Linked DNA regions of Anser cygnoides: region 2 is linked to region 1. A link is a contact called in public Hi-C data. All regions are on one chromosome and are shown on one strand. The core of a region is the stretch at or near the end of the contact, and the rest is flanking DNA. Distances in the headings are between cores, read along the strand shown.

The links. Hi-C and Micro-C count contacts between places; a contact is called where the count stands out from the background.
Region 2: a contact with region 1 is called in a Hi-C map of liver, with 2.0 times the contacts expected there. The contact joins the promoter of PIM3 here to the enhancer-like site in region 1. A contact is called at or near these places in 2 of 7 Hi-C or Micro-C datasets (granulosa cells and liver).

Annotation. Positions count from the first base shown.
Region 1 is chr1:20,320,564-20,326,273 of Taihu_goose_T2T_genome, forward strand. No RefSeq gene overlaps it. Among named protein-coding and RNA genes, the nearest start is that of CRELD2, 36 kb to the left of the region's middle. Within about 2 kb of position 2,533, at least 3 of the 3 cell types and tissues checked have open chromatin away from gene starts, as enhancers often do. A contact at or near this core is called in liver, where this site is marked.
Region 2 is chr1:20,609,009-20,614,718 of Taihu_goose_T2T_genome, forward strand. PIM3 (Pim-3 proto-oncogene, serine/threonine kinase) reads right to left here and starts at 2,077. Exons shown (of 6, transcript XM_048047960.2): 1 at 1,769-2,077; 2 at 1,344-1,453; 3 at 1,172-1,222; 4 at 521-884. The coding sequence starts at 1,853.

The DNA.
Region 1 (5,710 bases), core at 1,283-3,782:
CTGCTGTCAGTGGCCCTGCCCGAGTAGTGGTGCTGGACAAGATGGCCTCTGCCATTCTGTGATTCTGTGGTGGGAGATGCAGATCTGAGACTGCCTAGGCCAAGACAAGGAACTGAGGTGCCCGGGGCAAGGGCATTGCACTGGCTGGGGAGTTTGAAGGAGAAATTAGAAGTCTGAACTCCTGTGATCAAGACCTCAGGGTAGGGAGAAGTGACAGGATGGAGGTGAGATGGGACCCAGGCTGCATGAGTGGTCCGGGGCATGGGAAGCAGGCCTGGCATGGGGAGGAGAATAACAGCAAGCTTGAGGGGCAGGGGTGAGGAAAAGAAAAGACTGAGGCCAGTCCGAAGGGAGAGGGAGTCTTGGAAAATGGGTGAGAAGTAGTGACAAATGAAAATATACTGTTCACTGTATGACTACACTCCTGACCTTCACTGTTCATCCACACTTGATACTTTTAATGGAAAAAAAATGGCAAAATGTACCGTTCCTTTCTGAGATCGTGGAAGCCTCTCTCTCTTTTCTGTGAAATTAACTGGTTAGGTTCTATATTTAAAACAAAAAACCAAACGAACCACTGTGAAAACGATTAGCCTTAATAAAAATTTAGGGTTCAATTCAGTGCAGAAAGATAACTTTTCTTTGAAATATTACAACCATTTTGGAAAAAAAAACCAAAACTCTTTTTCCCACCGATCTCTCCCATTTGACCTGAGAGCACTACACGAGATATGGTTCTTACTAAAAATAGGAAGAAATCATGTAAGAAAAGACAATGCTGATGCTTTTACAGAAGTCTGAATCAGAATAATCCTTTATAGGAGTGCATTTTGACATTTCAAATCACCCCTAATTGTGCTCTTCTAAAACACGCTTTTCCATGACTAGATGGAAGCATTTCTACTTAATATCCTAAGATGTTACCCATGATTTCTATTTCTGTCTGTCTTCTCTATTGTGCCTCTTTTTTTGTGATATACTCAGAATGTGGGTTGTAGCTGTGAGCCTTATTTCTGTTGTGTAATGCAATAGATGTGAGCAATGGTTCCCATTACAGAGACAGAGAGGAATTCTGCAGAACATATTTCATTTGGTGATATTAAAAGTATATAACTCACAAGTAATGTGAAATGCAGCAACCTCCTAGGTTGTACAAAACGAGGCACAAAACCTGTTTAAGTGCAAGCAAACAGAAATGGAAAACACTGACACATTTTTCTCCTTGATGGGTGACGTCCACCTTCTAAACTAGTTATTTTTATGCAAATTCACGGCACAGGCACAAATCTTATTTTTGACTTCTCAGTTTCCCAGCAAAATTTCCTGCTGTTTCTTTTCTTTACTCAGCTATGCAGATAGTGAGTATCTACATGTCCTTACCTTACTCCTTTAAACCTATGTGGTTTGAGCTTTAAGACTGCTCACTGAGAGCAGTGCCAGAAAACCTGCCGTGACGTATTGTCCCCTGCATGTTTTGGTGGCTGTGTATCAGGGACCGGTGGTGTCCGCTAAGGACACAGATTCCAAGCCAATGACTTTCCCTGGCATCACTTTCACATAATGCAAAAACACATACTTAAAATACTCTCTGTGGGCCACGTCCAGCCACCCCGTGCGCCCTTTTCCTTACTAAAAGTAACACTGGCTCATCAGGTCATTTTTAGCTTTTGGCTAGAAAACTGCTCGGATTTACCGAGAGAAGCTGGGAGTTTCCCTGGTATTTTCCGTTGGAAGAAGTCTACATCCTGTTATTGGAGTGCTTTTCCTCTTCCCTTCATGAAGTGAAAAATGTCCGGGAATATGATGTTTTGTTTACGAGCAGCAAGTGCCTAAATAAAAAGAGAAAAACTATCTATCAAAGTGTTAATTTAAAATCCAACACAAAGTGAACAACACTACGAAATATGAACAAACATATATGTACATCTAAAGGTATTAAATATGGTGGGTTTGGTCCTAAAAAGCCTTTATGGCCTAAAATGTTTACATTCATAACTGAAAATGTATTGTGCACATATATCCTAACCTATTTCTGTACAATGTATATATGTGTGTTTGCCTATCTGTTGCTTTCACTGAATTGCACAGACCTATGTGGACCAGACCCTTAGTCCTATTAAAATGTTGTAGGAGTTTCCATTATGTCAGATAGCCACTAGAGGGGACTGTGACTCTCTGCTGGAGAAACCGGATTTAGGGGCTTTTGAGCACCGACTTTCTGTTCCTAATATGTTTGTTTAATGCTTCGTTGCCAGGTCTGGCCTGTGTCTGTGATAAGTCTAACACAGCAGCGAGGCAGGTTGTTCCTGGAGCTTTCCCTTTCACCCAGTTGGAAGCTGTGGGAGGAGGGATAGTGTTGTTGTCAGCCTCGCTGCGTGTGAGAGGCTGGATGGAGGGAGGCTGCTACAGTCATGCCAACATCTGACCAGGCCTTCAGGAAGGCAACGATGGCCCCAAGACCCCTATTGACCCCCGTGGACATCTTATTCTAGATATTTACATGTGCTCAAGTGATGTGTTTGGTATGAGAGTACTAGTTTCACTAGGAATTCTGGTAAGAATTCACATAAGAAAATGAAATCTGGTCAGGGAAAAAAATTAATTTCTACATATCTCTGAGCCCCAATTCAATAACCAAGGTAGATGTGTGTGCATGCTTGGCTGCACAAGAAGCCCATTCAGTAATGCTTCTGTAGATCATAAAGATATTTAGGTTTCTAATGGAAAGCAGAAAACTTAAAATATGTGTGTAGTATCTACATATACATGATATTGGGGATATAGCAATTCTTCGTACAGTTATAAGTAACTTCTGATATTTATTCAGAAATAGTCAGATGATGAAGTATGCCTGGACAGTAGACGTCCTGATAGAGTTGAGACACCTGATTCATGTCTACTGTTGTTTCTACATCCCTTATGTTCATTACATAGATGTGTTGGCTTCAGAGAAGAAACCCATGTTGGAGAAATACCTTTGTGTCCTTTGGGACAAAAAGAACACCACTGAGCTTAGTGATCCTGCAGTAATGATACTAATACCTTCTCCATTTCTATAGAGCATAAATAATAACATCTTCTTTTCTTGCATCATTCCCTGTCAAGTCTGAGTCCTGGGCCAGGTCTTCGGCACATGACCCAAAAATTCCAGAAGCCTTCTCACCTTCCTGATTCCTTCCATCTTGCTTTACTGCACTTTCATGGTATATTGTTCCCTTGAAGCTTCTCAGAACTCTAAAATGCCTTGAAAACTTTTTGGGTAGTCCAGTTTGTGCAGTCAATGGAGTCATTTAGAAATGTTTCACTAACTTCTGTTAATTTGGGTAAAGCTTCCCTCCTGCTCTAAAAATTGTGATCTTTATCTTATGCTTTTCAGTACTTGTGAGATGGAGAAGCATGTTGATTAGCCTGGAATAAGCTTCCAGCTGTGTAAGCCATCATGTGTTGTCACTAGAGTGGCTTTAATTTATGTAACCCCCTGAGCATGTGGCAGTTGACTCTCAAAGTCTCAGCTAGCCACGAGCTAGCTCCTAAAGCACCCTCCATGCTCTCAGAGCATGCTGGAGATTTCTTTACTTATAAAAATCAACCTGAAGTCTTCTTCATCAGAGCTTCTGCTGGGTTTGGTCCGTGTGATGGACGAAGTGTCAGACTGTGAAGCTTTCAAAGCATCTGGTATAACCATGGGAGGACATGGCGTAATGCAGTGCCAAGTTGGAGATTGCCAGCCTGGAGCTGGACATGCCTGGTGGCATGCAGGAGCCTCTTGGCAGGGGAAAGTAGCCCACGAGCGGTAGTACTCATTTTGCTTGATTTGTGCATCTCCATGGGACTCTGTACTCTGAGATACTCAGAGGAGCAAAGAAGAGAAATCATCAAGATTTAGTGGTTTCTCAGAAACCAGATGATATAAGAAAATGAGCTGGAAATCCTTTCTCAAAAAAAAAAAAAAAAAGGCAACTGCAGGTCAAAAGTACAGCATAATTACAGGCAGCAGTGTGTCCAGGAAGGGAAAATGAGGACAGCCTGGAAAGAGCTCTTTTAAAAGCAATGGGAGAGGGAATCCCCTGAGTTCCAATTTATAAGGAAGTGTCAGGAGGGAGGAAGCAGGCGCTGTAGTTCAGCTGCAGTGAGAAATAGGACTTTTGTGGCTTTCTGTGTTAACCGTGGGGTTCTGAGAGGTGACTTGACATCTTAAACACTGGTTGTGATTTAGGTCAATCACCCCGGGTCGGGAGAGAATGAAAACTCCACAGTCATGTAGACCATGTCCAGGGCTCTTGAAGCCAGCAGGAAATGTGTTACTCATTTCAGAGAGTCACAGATATTGCCCTTTTCTCTTCTCCAACAGTGAAAGGCATCAGGTGTGGTGCTGACTTTAAAATTATAACAACCTACACTACAAGAAGGCTTCTGAGTAACCAGGATATGTTAAAAAAGGTTTCAGCCACTGGCTTTGAACAGGTGATTAAATGCTTTATAGCCTGTGGTATACACACCAGACCCCATCTGACTCATATCAACACTAAGCAACATGTACTATTTCCCATTTTTCACTTATTTATCTTTGCAAGTTTTTATTGGTGTGTTTTCTCTGCTGCTTGGTTACAGATTTGTTCCGGACTGTGAATAATTGCTTTGAATTATTTCTTGCTTGTTTGGCCCGACTGATCTCATTGATTTAAAATAAAAATAAATAAATAAATAAATAAATAAACCCAAACGAATATAAGAAATAACCAAACTGACTGCAGAACAGGTTGTTTTTAATGTCTTCATTTTCACTTACTGCTTGACTTCGGTCTGCCACGAAGGGCCAGCCATCATGTGTATCTGCACAGAGACACATATGCACACATAAACACACAATGGACTCTTTCACAGCCAGACTCTACCAGTAAATGGAGATTGATGTTGAATGCCTGCTGCTTTCCTGCTCATACGATTAGTTTGGATTTGATTGTGCTCGCTTTTGATTGCCGCCTGTAAGGTGCTTCATGACCTTGGATGTCACACAACATTCCTCTCCCGTCTGTCAGTCAAATATCAAGCTGTAAAGCATGCCTGGCTGAAGTGGGTTTCAGACTTACTGGGAAGGATGCTTTTTATTCAAACATTCTTCATAAGTATGCTTCAGTAAATGTGCCCTTTGGTTTAGACAAGGGTATGAAAAACTTCACTTAATGGTATTACTGAGGGCATAGAATAGTGAAAAATGTAGGAGCCCAAGAATTTTTACAGCAGGGTTTTTAGCAGATTGAAAATCAAAAATGTATAAAAAATAAAAATAAAAAATAAGTGTAAATTAATTCTTCTGTATAAACATTTCATAGTGCAATGGTTCAAGAAAGATCAAATTCAACACAAATTTTATTCTTTAGATATAAATGTCAATTTCTGAGCAACATTGCAATGTTGCAGACAGATCATCTCACTGTGGAGACAAGGGATCACTTGGTTCTCAGGTCTCTCTAAATTACCTGTGATGAGTTATGCAGACATCGATAATCAAAGTCCAGATTAATAACTGTCTAGGTGAATTTCAAAGCCCTATTACTCTAACTGGTAATTGTGAAGGGCTGGGCTGGGGGATGAGGAATGAACCAGATATAAAGTTAGCTGAGAACATAAATGTCAGACAATATCATACTAGCAAAATGTGTGTATCGAATAGAGTGATTTGAATTTGCATATTTGGCACTGTTTAATT
Region 2 (5,710 bases), core at 827-3,326, 290 kb after region 1:
TTTCCCATTTCTAAAGCATCAAACCCAACCCTGAAGCTAGTATCACGTTATTTGCAGGGAGCGTATTTATCGCATCACTTTGAAATCTGCAATGCGGGATTTCCAGGACACCAGCGGAAAGGGAGGGGGAGAGCTATTGCTTCGAGTTAAAAAAAGCACTGCATGTAAAAACTGCATATCCACACAAGGAAACATCCGACACTGGTGAAGCCTCCATGTAAACAGATCGCCCTCTAGGAAAAAAAACGCTTTTTCCAAGACAGGGAAATATAAACTGCTGCGTCACTGCCTGGAATTGCTTCTTTCCTACGCAACTGAACACCCTAAGCTGCTTCAGGTCCAAAGGTTTCCATTACCGATAGACCTGATATGAACCGCTGCGTCAGAGGCGCCCTCACTACTCGGAGGCGCCAGAAACAGGATAAGCGGCAGCTATAGGGCATCGCCCTGGGAGGGGCGCGGGGTCTTGCCAAACTCGGCACAGCGCGGCCGGGCTGCCCCGGGCAAGGAGGGCACGTACCATCAAAGTCAGTATAGACCGTGTCCTTGAGGATGGCCCCTGAGCCGAAGTCGATTAGCTTCAGCTCGCCTGTCCTGAGGTCAACCAGCAGGTTCTCGTCCTTGATGTCCCGGTGCACCACGCCGCAGCCATAGCAGTGGCGCACCGCCTCCAGCACCTGCCGGAAGAACCCGCGGGCCGTGTCCTCGTCCAGGGCTCCCTTCTCCGTGATGAAGTCAAAGAGATCCTTCACCAGCTCGGGCCGCTCCATGATGATCAGGTAGCCGTCGGGACGCTCGTACCAGTCCAGCAGCTTGATGACCCCCCTGAAGCCAGAGCCCACCTTCTTCAGGAGAACGATCTCCAAGGGCACCATGACGCCGCCCTGGGCAGAGAAAGGGGAGGCGAGTGGGTCACTCGGGGGCGGCGGGCAGGGCAGGGCAGGGCAGGACGAGGCAAGGCAGGGCAGTGCCACCCACCGCCGCCCTGCGGGGTGGCTCCTCCGCTGCCGCAGTCCGAGGGGCGGGCGCGGCGCTGCGGCGGCGAACCCCCGCCAAATTCCCCCCGACGCAGACACCGCGCCGGCGGGCGGGGCGAGCCCCGCCGCCCACACAATAGCCCCGACGGAGCCCACCCCCCAAAAATAAAATTAGAAAAGAATTAAATACTTACAACCGTGCCCCACTCGGTCACCCGCTCCTTCACCACATGCTTCACGGCGACCTGCGGGGCGAGGAGAGGGGAAAGGAGGGGCGGTGAGCGGCGGGGCCGGGCAGGGCAGGGCAGGGCTCGCCCCGTGCCCGCAGCCCGCCGACAACCCGCGCCGAGCCGCCCCGAGCCTCACCGGCAAGCCGTCGGCGATCCTGCTGCCCGCGTAGACGGTGCCGAAGCCGCCGCTGCCCAGCACGGAGCCCACCTGGTACACTTTGTCGAACGGCTCCTTCTCCACTTTCACTGGGGAAACGGGAGGGAAAGCGCGGCGTTAGCGACCGGACTACGCCTCGCCGGGAATTAGGATTAAAAAAAAAAAAAAATCAAAAAAAAATATATATATTTATATATAATCCCCCCCCCCAGCACGTCCGCTGGACGCGTCGCCCTAATTCTGCACGAGACATTTTCTTTTTTCCTCCTCAAAAATCTTCTTCGGTTATATAAAAAAAAATATCGTAATAAAAAGGGTAAAGCCCCAAGTTTCAGGCGGCTGCGTGGCGCCAGCCACGGGGCTGGGGCCGCCCGCAGGGGGAAGCCCCCGGCGCCCCGCCGTACCTGGCTGCAGGATCTTCACCGGCAAGTGGTCCATGCTGGCGGGGCTGCAGATGTGGGCCAGCGAGCCAAACTTGGAGAGCAACATCTTCCGTGCGGGGGGAGCCCCCTGCCTCCTCCTCCTCCTTCGCTGCCGAGCCCAGACCCTCCGCGGGGCTTCCCTGGTGGCCCTGCGGCGGGCACCGACGGCCTCCCCGGCACGGATCCGCGCCAAATCCCCCTCCTCGTCCTCGTCCTCCGGCGGCGAAAGGGCCCCTATCCAGCCGGGGGCCGCGTCCGAAAGCCGGCCCTGCGGTGCGGTGCGGGGGGGGAGCGGGCTGGGCGCAGGAGCCGCGCCGCCGCCCTGCCTGCCCGCGCGCTTCTGAGCCGGCGGCGCCGCGGAGCCGCCTCTTAACTCCCAATATTTTGGTGCGGGCAGAGCGCGGACGGCGCCGAGCGGGTATCCCTCCGCGGGGGAGGCGGTGTGTGTGTGGGGGGGGGGGGGGGGGGGGGGGGGGGACACGCCTCTCCCCGCCGCCCCGGCCCGACCCCTCCTCCCCTCCGCGACGGGGCGCCCGCAGTGCGGCGGTGGGGGCTGCGGAGTCCCCGGCCCGCCCCGTCGCGCCAGCGGGCAGGGGGGGAGGGTGGGGGGCCGGGAACTACTTGTTTGTAGTAAGCGGCGCGCAGCGTTACCGCCCGGCTGCGGAACGCAGCGCGCACCCGCGGCGAGCAAGGGGGGGGCGAGGAGGAGGAGGAGGGGGGGGAGATTCTCCTATTTGCGTTAACGTTTCCGGGCGGCCAATCAGCGGGCGCCTTTTCAAAGAGCTCCCGGCGCAGGCCAATGAGGCGGGGCCTCATCTGCATGCGGCGGGGCGGGCGGCAGAGGGCGGGAGCGCCGCGGCCCCGCCCCGCGGCTGCAGGAAGGTCGCCGCGCGTCGGGCCGAGACGCGGCGTCTGGGGCCGGGCGGGGAGGGAAGGGGGGGGCCGGGGACACGCCGCCGCCATGGCCGGGGTGCGGCGCTTTCCCCCCCTCCCTCCGCCCCCCCCGCTCTTCCTCTCCCCTCCCCTCCCGCCCTGTTCTCCACAGAGCCGGCGCCTGGCGAGGCAGCGCGTTCTGCCCTGTCCCCGTGGGGGTCTCCCCTTCCCCTTCCCCTGCCCGTGAGCCCCGCGCTCCTCTCCGGTCACGCAGCCTCGCAGCCCCTGCGGAGCGCCCCCGAGGGCTTCCCTGCCTCCCCGCTCCGGCGGCGGCCGGCTGAGGGATCCTCCCGGCACGGCGCCCCCGCCCCGCAGGGGGCGCTGCCTCTACAGGAATGGGGGGAGCCGCGGCGGTGGAGGCGGTGAGGGGACGGAGCCCCCCCCCCCCCCCGACCGCTCCTCCTCGGAGCCCCCCCGTGCCGCCCCCGTCCTCCCCCGAGGCTTGTCGGGGCGCCGCCGAGCGGCCCCGGGGAGGCCGTTAACGGCCGCCCGCCGTCAGGCCTCCGGCGGCCGCCTGGGCTGAGGAGGCGGGCAGGGAGGGGAGAGGCTGCTAAGCGTCGGCCCGCCAGAGGTGGTGGGCCACTGGTTCAGGAAACAAGTAAACGTCTGCTGGGCTTGGCGTGTAATAGCATCTTAAGAATTGCTCCAGTAGCTGCTTGGGCCGCTCGCCAGAGGCGGCTAAGCGGAGGGATGGCACGCAGACGAGCGAGGCCGAAGTTTGGCCAAGGCGCAGCACAACATTTGCAGGCAGCAGACCCAAAGAGTGCCTCACAGCACCGCAGGCCCCCTCACAGCACCCGCGCCCCAGCTGTGTATCTGGAACGCTTCGTGTCCCCGTGTTGGAAAAAGTGAAGTCGGAGAAGCTGATACTGCACGGGGATCCCTAAAGTGAGGGTATTTTTGGACAATCACTTCAAGAGCTGGCAGTCCTTCTGCTCTGGGCGCTGGGAGAGCCGTGTTGCAGTTGGCATTCTCTGATAATAGTAGTGCTACAATCTCAGACAGTCATGCCTATAAACAAAGCAAGGGCTTCTAGGGAGGCGTAATATCTTTTATTAGATTAGACCAACTGATGTAAAGGTCAAGGTTTTCAGGCGCAGTTTCAACCCTTTGTGTCCCAGAATGTGCTTTTTGAAGCTAGATCAATTGGTCTATAAAAGTTACTACGTCGTACAGAATGTGGTATTTCCAGAGGAATGCAGCTAAACCACTGGGTTTATTGAGCAGCTGAAGGGATTGGGAAGCTTCTGGTTTATGATTTTTTTTATTTTTTATTTTTAAGAAAATGATTTGGACTTATCAGATAAAGCAATAGAAAGGCACTTTTTTGTTTGTTTGTTTGTTTTTTCTTTTTGGTGAGGAATTTTGGCTATCTCTAGTAACATGAAAAATTTTTTAAAGGTTTCTCTAGATAGTGGAATATGCACAGCATACTTTTGTTTATTGCCACTGAGGTGTAAACAGGTACAAATAACAGGAAGATTTCATGATCTGGGAATTCATGTTCCAGGTATATTGTAAAGATTTAGCTGCATCTATCTTTTGTCGATGGCTATTTTGAGCATTGTTTTACACAAAAAGGAAGTGTTCCTCATGCTCAAAATTAGATTTCTGCTTATTAAAATAGCAAATATTTCTAAAGAGGAAAAACTGGCATTAAATATTAATATATATGAATGCTAATTATTTAGGGAAGTAACACTACAAGTAGTTGTTATTTTTTTAATTTTTCGTATGTGGCTAAGCATGAAAAGTCATGCATGTATCACTAGTCTCCACATGTAAAACATCAGGACTTTTTCATTCTAACTGCATTCACAATTTCATTCATCCATCTTTGTCTTGTCAGTCTATGATAGATCAGTGATACATTTGCCTTGAGCCTGTTCAAGAAAATCATTTGGAGTTTCTTTAATATACTTTTGCATTTAGGATTGTATCTTCTTCAGCTGTGTCAGCCCTAATACTTTAAGATAAGAGAACATAGCATACCTTCACACATCTCTTTGAAGCAAATTCGTAAAAAAGACCAAGATCAATAGCTGGTATTGGTACAACTCCTGATCCGATTTGTATTTTCACAGCAGTGTAACAGGAAGGGGACTTTACATTTAACGTTAAAGAAAACAAGGTAGTTACTGTAAATTAAAAAAAAAAAAAAGATAAGGGGGTATTTGTTCTTCATTCACGTAATTTTGGCAGACAGACATTTAATTTGTATACAGCTACAAGGACTCTTGGTTTGACAGAATTACAGATGGATCCCAGACATGGAATTTACCCTGTCTTTACACATAAGCCTTTCATGGGTTTGTGGTGCTCCTTTTGATCTGGCTTGGAACATGCAGTTCAGTGGTCCTAAACAATTATAGCTGCAGAAATATTTTATAAACTAGTTTTGGCCTCTTTAGCGGTGGCTTTGCAACTATAAATGGAAAACCATTCATGGGTAGGATGCCAGTTAGCTCTTTGATGTACAAATCATTTTTTCTGTGCAAGGGTCCCTGAGCAAGCATGAGTTCATCAGGCATAGAAGTACAGAAATTCCACTGGAGTTTCTGCTTGCAGCACGGAGACAGTGCCACTTTAAGCTATCTTCTAATGTCTGTGTGGAACCCAGTTCAAAGTTTACTGTGGCATATCATCACATAGTGCACTGCTGGCATTAACGTTGTCTAATGTACGCCTGTAGCTATTGTAGGTCTTCGGGATAGGACTACCAAAATGTGTCTGTTTGCATAATATAACCATAAGGAATGCTCTAGCAGTAAAAGTCCAATACACTTGTTAAGGATATTGGTGTTTTCAGGTCCCTCAGCCTCGGAGTGTCTAAATATGTCAGATGCTAAAGGTTCCTAGCCATCTTAGTGACCCTTCTCTTTAGTCTCTTCAGCCTCTCTTTTATTTTGGGAGTGAGCGAACCGAACATAATGCTCTAGATGTGGCTTTATATGTGCTGAACAGAGAGCAATAATCATGTCCCTTGACCTG